2 separate regions of the Mus musculus genome follow, and region 2 is linked to region 1. Evidence: chromatin contacts called from public HiChIP or PLAC-seq data. All regions are on one chromosome and are shown on one strand. Each heading gives the region's core, a stretch centred on a gene start, on an enhancer-like site or on the middle of the called end of the contact. The rest is flanking DNA. Distances are from core to core; before and after follow the strand shown. Region 1 holds the start of Snap23 (synaptosomal-associated protein 23). Region 2 overlaps Ubr1 (ubiquitin protein ligase E3 component n-recognin 1).

What was found. HiChIP or PLAC-seq counts read pairs in DNA pulled down with a chosen protein or histone mark.
Region 2: a FOXA1 HiChIP or PLAC-seq map of pancreatic cancer cells shows a contact between it and region 1. The contact joins the enhancer-like site here to the promoter of Snap23 in region 1. A contact is called at or near these places in 7 of 39 promoter capture datasets (the C10 cell line, cranial neural crest, hematopoietic stem and progenitor cells and 2 more), 5 of 115 datasets of contacts at active chromatin or transcription factors (embryonic stem cells, extraembryonic endoderm stem cells, pancreatic cancer cells and 2 more) and 2 of 9 other capture datasets (liver and pancreatic islet).

Annotation. Positions count from the first base shown.
Region 1 is chr2:120,566,228-120,569,087 of GRCm38.p6, reverse strand. Snap23 (synaptosomal-associated protein 23) reads right to left here and starts at 1,417. Exons shown (of 8, transcript NM_009222.3): 1 at 1,282-1,417.
Region 2 is chr2:120,951,213-120,954,072 of GRCm38.p6, reverse strand. All of the region lies in intron 4 of Ubr1 (ubiquitin protein ligase E3 component n-recognin 1), which reads left to right. Among named protein-coding and RNA genes, the nearest start is that of Ubr1, 18 kb to the left of the region's middle. Within about 2 kb of position 1,517, at least 19 of the 459 cell types and tissues checked have an H3K27ac peak or open chromatin away from gene starts, as enhancers often do. A contact at or near this core is called in pancreatic cancer cells and pancreatic islet, where this site is marked.

The sequences.
Region 1 (2,860 bases), core at 168-2,667:
CAGGGAATTCCTTGGGCATCAACTTTGCCAGTAACAGAAATACTAACTTTTCTTACTTTGTCATGAAACAGCTTTCACAAATTTGAACTTCAAAGGACTTAAGCTTTGTGTGTGTGTGTGTGTGTGTGTGTGTGTGTGTGTGTGTGTGTGTGTGTGTGTGCATGCCTTTAATTTCAGCACTTGAGAGACTGAGGCAAGCAGATCTCTGAATTCCAGGCCAGCCTGAGCTACATAGTGAGATCATGTCTTTTAAAAAAAAAATGCTTTAACAAGTAATGCCTCATTGGACCAAACTGACCTCGAACTCACAGATATCCATCTGCCTCTGTCTCCTAAGTACTGGGACTAAAGGTGTGCACCACTACTGCCCAGGGCCTCACAGAATTTATGCATAGTATTTTCCAAGAAAAAGAAGAACGTGAGAAGGATCTATTTTACCTTGCTATGACTGAACTACTAGCATTTTACCAGGATATCTCAAAACCCTCTTAAAAGGCAGCAGGGCAAATGAAGTTATTTCGATCCTTAAAAAATATCTTCAAGTAAGAAACTATACTATTTTCACAAGTAAGATACTTATTTTCTTCAAGTAAGAAACTATACTATTTTCTGAGAACACTTGTCAAAAGCTGCCAGTTTCTAAACTCTTCTGCAATCCCATCCGTGCCCCCAGCCCAAACCTACCCAAATGACAAACAGCAAAAAGGAAAGATCTTTTTCCTCAACTCGGTTGTTTTTCGCTTCCTCTACCGCCAGTTTGCTTTTCCAAATAGTGCAGTGACTAATGATTAAGGACGAAGGAAAGAAGTGTAACAGTACTTTAAAATACTTTCCTCACACACAAACCGAATTGAGGAAAAAAAAAATCATCTTTTGACTGACCATATTCTTGGCGCTTTCCCACGGGGAAGCCTCAAGATAAGCAGGGAATTTCCTAGACAGTGGAGCCTGCAACGCCAGGACCCTCGGGGTCATTCTTCTAACAACCATTTCAGAACTATGTGTTCATTAGGGCCACCAGCCAGACAGTCTGTTAATACTAACGAGAAACATCGTGAGGCTGAAGGTGAGGGACGAGGAGCCGAACCACCCAAGTCCAGGGCACCACCATAGCGCCTCCCTTCCTGCGAGGGCTCGCGCTGGTCGCCAACGCCTGGCGATCTCCTTCTCGGCCCAATCCACCAAGGACTGGCCGGAGCTCTCTTCTCCCCTCAAGTCCGACCCCCAAAACGTTGGACCACCACCACCACCACCCTTTTTCTCCTTGGGATATCATCCTACCTGTCCCGCTGACTAGTTCCCTCAGCTACTTTCCAGAAGCCTCACCCGGCGGCTCCGGCCACTCCTCTCCAGCCTCCACAGTTCTCGGACTCTAGAAGATCGGACAGGGTGCGCGCTCCCTCGCGCGCATGCGCCCGGAGGACTTGTGCGCCTGCGCAGTCGCAGGGCGCCGCGGGGCAGACACACCTCTACCACTGGAGCCAATCGCCGCGGAGAGGGTGTTAAATCTCCTGCCACGCAGGCGGAGATCCTGGGAAGTCACCCGTTAACCCTACAGATTCTCCCCGGGAGGAGTTCTTCCAACTATCATCCCTGAAGGCAGCCTTGCACGGGACGCTTTAGTGTTTGAAAGACTAGGAAAAACTCGCGACTGCCAAAGTCTACAGGGTGTTTTGGCCCGTTTAAACCAGGGAAATAGATGCGTAAATACCTTTCAGTTAACAGAATACGGTCACAGGAATTCCGAAGCAGCTTTGGCCAACAATGAACAAAACATTTATTTTGAGGAATGTCTGAAGGATTGACACAGGAAGTTACTCTTAAAGTCACGAAGGATATGATAAGTAGGAGTACTTCGGAAGTCTACGAGATAAAGAGTTTTCCAGGCAGTGGGAACAACAACAACAACGCAGCGCCTTCTGGAAGTTTCTTGTTAGAAGTTTAAGAGTTCGCTTTCTGAGACAAAAGAAAATGTGAAGACGTGGTAGCTCACATTGTGTAATCCTCAGGCTATCAGAAACTGAGGCTGGAGGATCACTTGACCTCTGGAATGTAAAGCCAAACTGATAACTTAGTGAGATCCTATTTCAGAGTACAGTCTATCACTGGGTTGGGGGGGAGAATGGAAGAGCCCTTTTAGCCCCGAGACCACCGCCATCAGGGCTGAGGATCAAGCTAGATCTTTAAAGGTCTTGTAAAATTTGGAATAATAAACCTAGGATTCGTTTTATACCCATTGAGTTACTGAAGGATTTTAAACAACTTGCCCCAAAAATTCTTCCAAGCATCTCTAAGAGTAAAGCAAAACAAATAAATAATATATAAATAAAAATATATATAAATAAATAAAAAGCTGGCAATATAGGGAATAAAAACTATTTCATAGAAATAGCCTCTTCTTAAGAGATAGAAGAAGTCTGAGAAATATCATTTGAATTTAATACCAAGGGATTGGTGATAGTTGACAGACATTGCAATAGTTTGGAGAAGAGAGAGACATGGGGACATTATAAAATGCTTTTGGAAACTTTGGCTTTTGTCAGAGGAAAAGGAAGAATAATGTATCTTATTCGTTTTTATTTTGTTAGGATGAAGACAGGAGGAAAAAAAAAAACCCAGATGAGAGAAACAGTTGAATTAAAAAAAAAATCAAGGGTGAGGTTGAGTAAAGATCGTGATTGGGTTAGAGCTTCAGTAGTCAAACCTCAGATGAGAGTTGGTGGTGTACACCGACAATCCTGGCACCAAAGGGGATCTTTGTGAGTTTGAAGCCAGCCCAGTTTACAAAGTAATTCTTTGTCTCAAAAGTAAATAAATAAAATTATGGGCTGGAAAGGTAGCTGTTCTTCCACAGGACATA
Region 2 (2,860 bases), core at 268-2,767, 380 kb before region 1:
GCCTGGTAAGCCTTTAAAATTTGCTTTATGAGATAAGTGGCTCTGAGATTTGGTGCATAGATTATTTACAATAGTTATAATCTCTTAATTGTTCCCTTTCTTAATATATGGGGATTCTCATTCAGATACAAGAATCGCTACACCAGCTTGTTTATAATTTCCCTTTGATTGGTGGGCTTATTTCTAAATTTTGACTCCCAGTTTTTGGATGTCTTTGCTAGTTATGTGAATTTCTTGGTGATAACAGTTTCTCTAAGAAATTCCTGTGCTAGAATACTCTTATTTCTCTGTCAACTTTAATAGATAACTTTTCAGGGAAGGATAGCAATTTTGGTTGACAGTTTCAGGGCCATACTTTTTCTGACTTTGAGGACTGCTAATGAAAGATTAATGTTGTTCTGATCTTTCTGCCTCTGAATGTGAGTTAGTGTGTTCTTTTACAGATATTAGTATTTTGTGTTTTTTGTTTGTTTAGTTTGTTTTAATTTAAATATGCCGTGGAGAAATTCTTCTCTAGGAAATTCTTAATTATAATTTAAAAAATAGTTTGTCTAAGCCTCTTTACATGATTTGCCATAACTCCTTAAGCTAGGCCATGGATTCTAGGTTAGATTTCTTGATGTATCCCGGACTTCTTGGAAGTTTTGGTTATCTTCATAATTTTTTTTTCTTTCTGTAAGCCTGTATGTGTTATTGTCCCAACTGGTGCCCCCCTCTGGAACTAGTCCTTAGCCCTTGGTCCTGGTCTGCTGTGACTTTGGTTTTTTTCTTTCATTTCCAGAATTTGGTTTGGCTCTTTTTTTGCATGTTTCCTTGCCAAATTCTCCCTTAATTTTCTCTCAAAATTACTGATACTTTCATCTGTTTCATAACTTTCTTGTGTTGATCCTAACTGACTTCTTAACCTGTTTATAGAATTCCTGTGTATGGTTGTTGATCCTGTTTTTAAAACTAGACTTTGAAATCCTTAAGCCTTTTAGTTAGGTCATTATCTTTGTGTTGGTGTTGTGAGTTTGTGGGAGTGTGTTGTGGTGCTGTCTTTGGCGTTCTTTTGCTGGGCTTGCACTTTCATTGGCAATTCCCATCCCTAGATACAACCTTTTGTTCTGGCAATCTGTTCTAATCTTCTGGCTCCCTCTTATTCTTTGTCTTCAGCTGCCTCTGCTGCCCTGTACTGTACTGCATGGACTCAGGGAAGAACTCAGCTCCACTGCACTGCACTCAGTGCACTCAGTGCACTCACTGCACTGCACTCACCTCACTGCCCTCACTGCACTGCAGTCACCATACTCACTGCACTGTACTCTCTGCACTGCACTGCACTGCAGTCACCACACTCACTGCACTGTACTCTCTGAACTGCACTCAGTGCACTCAGTGCACTCACTGCACTGTACTCACCTCACTGCCCTCACTGCACTGCAGTCACCATACTCACTGCACTGTACTCTCTGCACTGCACTCAGTGCACTCAGTGCACTCCCAACTGACTCCTTCTCTGTCTCTGGGCTCCTCTTAAATTGCTTCTCTTTCATGTGCGTCTCTTTCCTCTTAAGAATTGGGAGTATCCTATTTCTGACTCATTCTGTCAGATCTTTCTCTGATTCATTACTTTGTTTACTCCTCAATTAGCCACTTTTCAAACATGGCCTCTTCCTTCTACAAACATACTGGTGTGTGCTAAGGGATTGTCTGTATTCCAGCCAGAAGGGTTAAAAGTGTGTGGCATGTCTACATTCCAGCTGGATCATACAGACCTAGGTCTTTGGATGTGATCCCTTGCCAGGGCAGCCATGCCATTGGATTATAATTCATCTACATTGGAGCTCAATGTTTCAGAATCCTTCTGTTGACCCTGTTCTGGAAGAACTGTCAATCAGATGAACTCGACTGAGCTAAGATATGTAAATATTACAAAGAACAAAGTGATGTAGTCATGATTGTAAGCCAAAACAAAACAAAACAATAAACAAACAAAACAAAACAAGAACTCAAGAAAATTAACCAAAAAGAAATGAGAAACTTTAGTACAGTTTACAAAGATTTCTAGTCTTTTTTTGTTTGTATGCTTGTTGCTCTTTAAGACAGCTGGCCTGAAACTCAGGTTCCTCCCAAGCAGAGCCTTCCAATTGCTGGGCTTGTATCTGTTTACTACTATTTGCACTGAAATAAACAAGCAACAGTAAAATGTCTGCTTTTTTTGTTTAATATATTTAACAAATATTTTTGATTGGCCATATGAGCAATGCCTTTTAGGAGATGGAATGGGAGATGTTTAATTCATTTTGATAGAAAACAATAAAATGCTTAGGTGGAGGGGGGTGAGAATTGTGCTAGATTCATTCATTTTGAGACAGGGCCTCTATGTAGCCGTGGCTAGCCTGGAACTCACAGAGATCAGCCTTACTTAGCCTCCAAAGAGCTAGTGGTAAAGCCATGTCTCACGTATCCAGGAAGCTAGCTTTATTTTTAGAAATCTGAATTCAGTCTCAAATCTGATCTTGGACATTTTTGGATTTAAACTTATTTTGGGAAAGTAATCAGTATTCTGGAACTGCTTATCTGGAGGTGGGAGAGGACGGCTTTAGGTAGCACGCTAGCTCCTGCAGCACTGTGATTTCAGCCTTTATTCCCTCTGCCTTGGTGAGTGTGCTATCCAGATTCTGCCAGGCACATGGAATTGTGCCAAGCTTAGTGGAGCATCACCAAACATAAGCAGACCTAACTAATAGCGCTGGAAGCGAGTTGTGGAGCATTGAAGAAAGGCTCCTTTAAGATGAAAGGAAAAGCAAGTTCTCCCGTATTTCTGTTGTTTATTTTCTTGTTTTGGTTTTTTTCATTGTTTTTATAACTTCTGGTT